Linked DNA regions of Mus musculus: region 1 is linked to region 2. The links are chromatin contacts, called in public Hi-C maps. All regions are on one chromosome and are shown on one strand. Each heading gives the region's core, a stretch centred on a gene start, on an enhancer-like site or on the middle of the called end of the contact. The rest is flanking DNA. Distances are from core to core; before and after follow the strand shown. Region 1 has its middle 170 kb from the start of Iqub. Region 2 has its middle 78 kb from the start of Tas2r118.

The links. A called contact is a pair of places that touch in the nucleus more often than the background predicts.
Region 1: a Hi-C map of liver shows a contact between it and region 2, with 2.5 times the contacts expected there. The contact joins two enhancer-like sites. A contact is called at or near these places in 1 of 39 promoter capture datasets (liver), 31 of 484 Hi-C or Micro-C datasets (the AML12 cell line, the C2C12 cell line, LSK cells and 13 more), 7 of 115 datasets of contacts at active chromatin or transcription factors (bone marrow-derived dendritic cells, embryonic stem cells, epiblast stem cells and 2 more) and 1 of 9 other capture datasets (embryonic stem cells).

What each region holds. Positions count from the first base shown.
Region 1 is chr6:24,345,661-24,350,418 of GRCm38.p6, reverse strand. No RefSeq gene overlaps it. Among named protein-coding and RNA genes, the nearest start is that of Iqub, 170 kb to the left of the region's middle. Within about 2 kb of position 1,573, at least 48 of the 459 cell types and tissues checked have an H3K27ac peak or open chromatin away from gene starts, as enhancers often do. A contact at or near this core is called in liver and neural progenitor cells, where this site is marked.
Region 2 is chr6:24,045,951-24,050,523 of GRCm38.p6, reverse strand. No RefSeq gene overlaps it. Among named protein-coding and RNA genes, the nearest start is that of Tas2r118, 78 kb to the right of the region's middle. Within about 2 kb of position 2,878, at least 23 of the 459 cell types and tissues checked have an H3K27ac peak or open chromatin away from gene starts, as enhancers often do. A contact at or near this core is called in liver and neural progenitor cells, where this site is marked.

The DNA.
Region 1 (4,758 bases), core at 324-2,823, 300 kb before region 2:
TATTCCTCTTTTATTTATTTATTTTCAACAATGCTTTCAGATATGGATGAAAGGTGATCAAAATGTCTTTTAACATCGATGTGAGTTTCAAATACAATACTCTCTTTAGTGACACATCTTGAGCTGCTTCCAAACAGTGTTATTAAGAAAGACTCTCCCCTTCTCTTCTACCTCTGCATGTGTGCCCTTTCTCTTTCTCCCTTCTCTACCCCACACCCCCTTTCCCCATGCTCACTTCCCTAACCTTGGTCCTTGGGGCCAGTAAACTCTTTCTGGCCTGAGAGCAGCTTCCCAATACAATAAACCTGCTAATAATAATAATAATATTAATAATAATATCCCCTTATAATTCCGACTATGCCCAGACATTTCCTATTCTTGCGAGTCCCTTCCTCCATTCTTTTTTTTTTTTTTTCTCGATTCTGTTCTTTACAGAAGAACCCATTCCTTAGGAATGAGCTCCACTATCATCCTCTCCACAAAGTTCCCAAAGCAGTCCTTGTTGGATTCTCCCATGGGTCCTTTGTCTATTACGTTGACATTCACTCAGTTCTCCTGTGTTCCTAAAATTTACAATTACAACCACTGAGGAAGAAGAGGATATTCAAAACATTTCCAAACTTAAAGGCCACAGCTACCAATCAATCGGATGAAGCAGCTTCGACAGACAATTCTGTCCTAAAGAGGCAAGAAAGAGTAGCTTGCACCTAGCCAGGGGTTCTTACAAGAAGGTCTCCCATGCTGCTGACAATGCATTGTTAACATATGGAGATGCTAAGGTGGCGCGTAGTTAACCAGTAAGGAAATTACTCCTTAACTCCTACTGACTTCAATACATTTGACACCAATTTGACTCAGACATTAGTTTACCCTAGTACAAACACACATACAAAAAAAGGGTTGTACTTTAAAGTTTTACGGTTACCCATCACAGAACGTGTGCACTGAGTCGTCCCAGCAAACAACTTGCCCTCTGCTTGTTCTCCCATGCTCTACTTTATTTTTGATGAATGGAGTGGGCTAATTAAATCTTATTTGTAGAAGGAAAGGGTAAGAAACGAACCCATTTCCCAAATAAAATTACAATCTTTAGTGCCGTTTAAATGATAACCTATATTTCGTTTATTCTAAAGGTATCAAAAGGCACTTTGGAAGACTGTTATCAACTCCATTTGCACACGCACAGAAGCCATTTTTCACCAAATATTTACCTGGTATGGAGAAGATTCTTTGAGTAAGATATTAAAACGAAGAAATGCTTGTTCAAATTTTGCCACAAGATAGCGATTCTCCAGAAGCCTTTTTTAAACAAACAACAAACAAAACAAAACAAAAACAAATAACTTAAAAATAAATCTCTAAGGGTAAAGAAAGGGTCCTTGTTAGCTTGTTTCTCAGCTCTTTCTTGTGGGAGATTTTATTTTTTTAGTCTTGTCAATTGGGATGGCTTAGTGCATTTCCACATTTTTTCCAGCTGTTGGAATTTGTTGCTCAACAGCGTAGACAGTGTTGTGATGTCTTTCCCTCTACCCCTAACAGCTAGATGCATGACCCGCAAACAGCAGGGAAACTCAATATATTGACTTCTTAGAAAGACTGGGGACAATGCTGACAATTTGACGACAACAGCAGCTAATTTAAGGTCAATTATGCTTACTTAAGTCCATTATTTAAATGTGGTTAAAGTGCTTCGAAGGGATGGAATCATGAGTATGAACGGAAGGAGCGTCATGCCTTTGTAAACATTATTGTAGGAAGGAAGGCGGGCCTATAGAAAGCCCTGGACAGACAGTTGCATAGTTCTAGATTACTCCTAGGAGACAGAGTGATAGAAGCTGCTGGATTAATTTGCATTTGGGCAGAGGAGTCCTTCCCTGAGGACTGCTAACCTGGCTTAGCATGTACTGCAACTATAAATGCTTCAGGGCGGAAGGGTGCTTTTACATCAGACAGCTGTGTCTCCAGACAGCTGTGTCTCCCCGCTGATTAATGCTAGCGAGCTCCCGGAAGTAGCGGAAGTAGCGCGGGCAGCCAACTGACTCAAATGAGGTCGGGGCTCAACAGGAACCAGTGCTCTCAACAGCACTTTTCCATCTCATTTCCATTTGCTAGCTGTAAACACCGCCTCCCCAGCCTAGAGTTCTTTGACCTCCTCCGGCCTGACTCTAGAATTGTGAATCAAAGCTAAGACCTTTAACCTCAAGTTGTTCTCATTTTGTTTTTCCGACCAAGGCAGACCCTGAAGCCTCTGACAAAGCCTTTTCTCCTGAGAAATGTTAAGCAATTGGCTTAGCTAACCATTAAAATATCATGTGGCTTCAAATTCCTTAATTTTTTAAAAGATGACTGGCCATAGGTTTTCGGAGTTATGTGTAAAGGGGTTACAGATTAAGCGCGTTCTGTCTCCCCAGGAGGAATCTGGCTTTGTGCCCCAGATATAATCCCTGTTTGTGCTGTGGAAGCTGACATCTCTTCATTTTACAGAATCCTTGTTATTGCAGACACAGGGGTTGTGGGAGGTGCTCTCTGCCTTACTGGTTGACTGTTGTTCATTTTCCTCTCTAGAATGCTGCCTTTGAGTCAAGTTAAGTGGACCACAAATTTACTCTCTTAAAACATTCATGTAAACATGTGAGCTATTTATCCTTTCTAACATGAATCTAGGACAGTATAAATTAATTCTAAATATGTAGGTGGAAGAGATGGAAGTCAACATGTTTTATTTTGAAAGTTAAAATGCTGAAGTAACTGGGAAATGGCTAGAAGTCAGAGGAGGGAAGGCAAGGGGGAGGGAGAACTAAGGTTGAGAAGGAGGGGAGAGGGGAGAGAGGGAGGGAAAGAGGGAGGGACATAGGATGGAAAGGAGGAGAGAGGGGAGGAGAGAGGGAGGGAAGGAAGGAGAAAGGAAGATAGAGAAAGACAGAGGGGGAGAGAGAGACAGAGAGGGAGAGAGAGACAGAAAGGGAGAGAGAGAGAGAGAGAGAGATGGCGGGGGTGGGAGGAGATAAGGAGAGGGAGAGCATTTTGGATTCTGATCACCAAATCTTTTCTTTTACACATTCAAAAAGTCGTATGTTTTTCAGTTTGTCCAAGTATTAAAGATTTTACATTTTAAAATGGTTAATTTCTAACAACAATGGCCAAGAAGCCAATTAGAAGCCCATGTTAACAGGCAAGCAAATAATGTATAGTATAGTAAATTATTTTTACAAAGACAGATCAATGTTGGAAGGCCACTTGATGAATCAAAACTGGAGACTCGGGTTTTAAAGACAATGATACAGATCTGAGTTCACAGGTCACCTGCTATATAACGCTTGGCTTCCTAAGTCTCGGAGTGAATAGTACAGAAAAGGAGCCTGCTTATTATTAAGGAGAAACACTCCCAGGCTGGAAATGGAGACAGGTTTGTGATCAGAGCCTGGAGCCCATACTATTTTGATCCACTTTGATATGAACCACTTAGTGCTGTTTCCACTTAGATAGCACCACCTCTGCCCATTTGTATATGGCAAGGACTTTGCTTGCACATGCTCAGTTCCCCCAAAGGAGCCTAGGTAGGGGAGCTGTTTATAACCTTTCTGCCTACTAGCTGTTTTTCATGTATTAACCTTGGTGACTCTTTCCAAGGTCTAGTCCCCAGTAACAAAAAAATGTCTTCTTTAGCTGTTGGATCCAATAATCAAAAGGTTGAATCCCAAGACCTCTGGTAACAAACAGATAATTGCATTGATTTACAGTTTCATGGCTGTTTTCTCTGTGTCTTAGAGGAGTGAATCACTGGAGTGGCCCTACACTCTCTTAGTCCTTTCTTTGTTTCTCTGTGCTTCCCGGGCCGCCGCAGGTGAGCAGCTCTGATAGCTACATGCTTTTTGCCTTCACACAGTCTGAGGACAACAGAGCCACCTCTCAGGAGTTGAAACCAAGAGTCAAAATGATTCTTTCCTCTGTTTAAATGTGCTCTGCAGTCACTTTGGCAGTATACAGAATAAATTATTTCACTCAGGGTCTTGTCATAGTGAAGACAACAGAATTATCACTAAGCGTTTATTTCTAAGTAACGAGTTCCTGAGACAGGGAAGGAGACACCGTTGGAAATGTTTATTACTGATTATTTACACTTAGGACTTATGAGTACCCATAAACTTCCCCAAGCTACTTTATTTTCTCTTTAAATTAAATATGCTTTGTTTTCTAAGATCATAGCTTTCTTAATTAAGTACACACCAAAAAGCACTGTTTATTCTACAGTGAAACAGAAGTTGCTTGTTTAGATTTCTGAAAGATAATTGTAGCAGAAAACTACTTACAGTTCTTGGAAGGGCTATTTTTTTTAAACAATCTGGAAGTCCTATTATGTTTATGTTGACTGTGACTGGCTTATGTTTGTTACTGGTGTTTATAGCTTCACTTCACTTTGATCTGAAGCCCTTGCATGAGTAAACGGAGGTTAGTTCTATAGGCGAATTACTTAATAGGTGTTCAATGTCTTAAATATTTCTTCAGAGTTTTAGAAGGAAGGACATCGCTGGGGATATGCCCTACAACACATATTGTCGTTGGCCACTTCTTTTCTCTTTCCCTTCTTTGCTTTCTGGCTGTTGTGAAGTAAAGAACCTTCACCACGTTCTGTTGTTATTATTCTTGGTGTTTGTTTATCTGTTTGTTTGTTTTTCCCTCCATGAAGCGCCTGCCTTGCTGTAGGCCTGAAAACAATGGCTAACCACAGAGCAAAACCCCCGAGACTGAACCAAGATG
Region 2 (4,573 bases), core at 1,629-4,128:
GGAACATGCCTCAACATAATGAACAAGTTGGATAGCAAGCCCACAGCCAACGTTGTGCTAAATGGAGAGAAACCCAAAGATTCACCACTAAAATCGGGAATAGGACAGAAAGATTCATGATCTCCATTCTGATTCAATATAGCAATTGAAGTCTAAGCTGGAGAGTTAAGACAACTGAAAAGATCAAAGGGAAACACATAGGTAGAATTCAAAGTATCCATATTTGTAGATGATATTATTCTATACATTTAAAAAAATCCTATAAATCCACTAGGAAACTTCTGCAACAGATAAATACCTTCAGCAAAGTAGCAGGATACAAAATTAACACACAAATATCGTAACCTCCTGTATACACATGACAGATATACTGAGAAGAAAGTCAGAGAAAAGATACCTTTTCAGTACCTTCAAAAAAAATCTTGGGATAACTCTCACCAAACACATAAAAGACTTGTACAATAAAAATTTTAAGACATCGAAGAAAGAAATTGAAGAAGACACTAGAATATGAAAAAATTTCCATGCTGAAGGATCAGTAGGATTAATATTGTGAAAATGGCCATCTTACCAAAAGCAATCTATGTATTCAATGCAATTCCCATCAAAATTACACCACAATTCTTCACAAAAACAGAAAAACCAATCTTTAACTTTATATGGAAACAAAAATCTCTGGATAGCTAAAACAATACTGAATTGCCTAAGAACTGCTAAAGAAATCACCATTCCAGATTTCAAGTTGTGTATATGTGTATGCATGTAGATATCTATCTATATGTACGTACATATATACATACATATATATGTAAGCTTATATATAAGTTTATATACATGTAAGTTTATAAAATAATAATGTTTCCCTGTGGCTTTATTTTATTTATCTCTTCTTTCTCCCCTTCTCTCTGTAGCAATATATACTTAAGATGTGTCATGAAAAGATATATTTTATTCATGAATAATGAATATAAAAATTTCTCTATAAGAATATGCTGGAAACACTTCCATTTACCAACTGTCTGCTTTGCATGGGCATAACAGAATATCTAAGATTGGGTAATAGATAATGTATAGAAACTTACTGTTTTATAGTTCTGAAGATACAAGTTCATTACCCTCAATAACTGAATAATTATTATCCTCAAGAAGTGAATAATTTCTCATCAGTTAATCTGATGACTAGCTAGGTAATTAGTGTCTCATGGCTTCTGCCTTTATCAGGATTTTTTCTAAGCACAAGGATTGGCTTAGTGTTATGCAACAATGACTTGGCTATACAAACCTGAACTCTGATATTCATTCATACACAAGAACTCTGGGAGTGAGCAAACCACACATCATGGCTGAATTCTACAAATGGAGGTCACTGACTTGCTTTTCTTGAGCCATACCACACTGACCTTCCTTCTGTACTTAAGCCAGATCTCTCAAATGCAAGGTTGTCGTGTTTGGTATGCTTCTAAGCTCTCCGTCATATTTTATTGCTCAGTTTTTCAATTCCTATATCTATGTTCCACTACCTTAATGAATGTGACAATCAACCAGAGCAACCATTTTTCTACTAATTTTATTTAAAAATATTTACTCATGTCCTAATTTCTTCCTCATAAATATTTGTACCCGCCTATCTACTTCAAAGTAAACAATCACTTAAAAAAATATTTCATTCTTTTATAATATTTTCTTTAACCTAACCTGTGGGTGTGCTTCCGGATCTTTTACCTCCCGCTAAATCAATGGTTCTAGAAAAAGATTTGATTTGTCCATGTATGCAGCATCTGTTTATATCTGGAAACATTTTTATTGTCTCTGTTGGAGGGAGAGGTGCCCAAGCATGGAAAGAGACCTTTAAAGTTACTGGTAACAGTACACAGGAGAGCCTGTACGAGACTTTCTGACCTCAAAACATGAAGGTAAAGAGCCCTGGTCCTTCAATGCAGGGAAGTGAGGAACCCATTCGTTTGTGTATGTATGAGTACCTGCGTATTCATACACATGCTACTGTATAGTAATCAGTGTAGCTGGTTTTTACTACTCTGTGGGTTCTTTTTTCCCCACCCTGTATCCATACCCCCCCACACACACCTCTGTTGCTTCTCCCTATCACATACATAGGAGAAAAAGAAAGATAAAGGGGAGAGAGAACCGAAGTTCTTTCTTCTTGTTTCTTCTTTGCTTGCAAGCTGTTCTTTGCTATTGTGTGGGTTCTTCTTCTTCCCACCCTTTATACTCTACCCTCACTCTCACCTGGTTTCATCCCCTATCTCTAAGTATGAGAGAAAGAACTATACAGGGTTAGAGAGGAGAGGGGAGGGGAGGGGAGGGGAGGGGTGGAGAGGAGAAAAGGGGGGAGGGCAGGGGAGGGGAGGGGAGGAGAGGAGAGGAGAGATCTTTGAATCTAATTTCTTCTTGAACATGACTACTAACAAACCACTAGCTCCCACCTGAACAACCAACAACCAATAATCTCATTCCAATGCCCCCAACCCCTGCAATCAGGGCTCTAGCACTTATAGGCCCCCTGAAAAATGCTCAGAATTCTAAATATTATAAAATTGCAGAAATTATCTGAAACTGGCAAAACTATGCCTCTTCTAGAGCACGAGGCAAATCAGTCAGTTGACATGAAGCAGCCCCACACATGAACTTAAAGCAAAAGCCTAGTCTTACAATATTTCTGGTTTTGTTTTGTTTTGTTTTGTTTTGTTTTGTTTTGTTTTGTTTTGTTTTGTTTTAAAAGAAATTAGGGAAAGGCTGGAAGAAGCTGAGGAGGAGGGTGGCCCCATAGGAAGACCGGCAGTCTTAACTAACCTGGACCCTGAGATCTCTCAGACCCTGAACTACCAACCAGGCAGCTTATATCAGCTGATCTGAGGCCTCAGACACATGTACAGTGGAAGACTGCCTGATCTAGCCTCAATGAGAGAAGATTCGCCTAGCCCTCAAGAGGCTTGAGGCCTCAGTGGGAAGGCCTGGCTGGGGTGGGGTGGGGTGAGGGTGTGGGCAAACATCCTCTTGGAGACAGGAGGAAGAAGGAATGGTATGAGGAACTGTGGGAGGGCAGAGGGAAAGGGGGAGGGGGTGTTAATGACTGAACTGTAAAAAAAAAAAAAAAAAAAAAAGTAAAAAACTAAAACCACAACAAAAGAAAGAAAAGAAACCAAAAGTCCAGAATTCTCTCTACAGATCAGTACCTTGTTAGTCATTTTCATCTCAGTGTTCTTCATTTGGGATTCTCACGGCAATTCTCACAGCGATCCGATCCGCATTACAATGTTGATCTTGGCCTTGTGCCCTACAACTAGATGACAACATGATTGAATCGTTATGTAATTCAGAACCACAAAGTATTCTCTGTGTGTGTGTGGAGGGGGAAGGGGGGTTGTAGGGAGGGGGTTAGAAGGTTATTTCTCAAAAGTCTTTTGCTGCAATCATTATGTAATATTTGTCCACTTGGCTTCTTCTGAATACAAAATGTAGATAACATTTTCCAGGTAATAACACACTTCCTACTTTTTAACATGTTATTGATCTCTGTGCAGCTAAATCTAAGCATAAGGAGGAATTTCACCTTCATGTTAGCTTTAATACTTAGATTTGGGAGGCAAATGGCTTTCCCTGCTTGAAACAGAATCTAGAGAAAAACTTATAAAACACTGTAGTGGTTTACTGTTGTAAAACCATCTGACAACTCATTTTTTTGTGGAGAAATTTGTGTATCACAGCAGGATGTCACTAAGCCTTAAACACACTATCTAACAGTAAACTTGTCTGCAGGAGTTCTGACATTTTTCTACTAAAATCACTGATTTTTAAGGAGTCGTAAAGCTAGATATGGCTTATAGTCACATGTGGAGGGCACAAGTCACAAGGGCAAGTCTGTCCTCGTTGATAGACCTAATGGAGTTATGCTTGAGTGTGTACATAAATGGTTTATTGATTATGTGTCAACAATATGCAGAAAGACAGATTGACTGACATATCTTCCTTTAAATGGGATTATTATGCATTTCCAAGTAACTGGTTGGATTCTCTTTGTCAATGTTTCTACTTCTAGATTCTGTATATGCTCTTTAAGTATCATAAGTATGCTGGGATAAATGCTACATACTCATTTCCTGTGTGGCAAACTAGAGTGGGGCATGCTCACATTAATACCCTTAGTTACAAAAATTTGAGTAGATTGACACGTGTCACCCCTAGACTTTAGCAGGGAAAAGAAGCTAATTCCCCATCCTGCTCTTCCTTCCTTATCGGCCTTGTATTGAGATAGCAGTTCCTTCCTTAACCAAGATCGTGAGTAACTCTGACATGTCCTCTTGTGAACACAAAATATGTTACAGAAACAAATCTATAATGCAATCATGGAATTAGTGTGAATGTTACTACCACAGCATAACCTCGTTTATCTGACTGATGTGTACTACAATGCTTCCTTGCTGGTGCTGTAAGGAAAGAGATGTTGACTGTAACTATATTGTTGGAAAACAGAACCCTTCACTGTAGCCTCCCCCAGCCTGAAGTGGGCTGGTGCAGACCTTGTCTCCACTGAGGTGGGGCCACCTCATGTGTA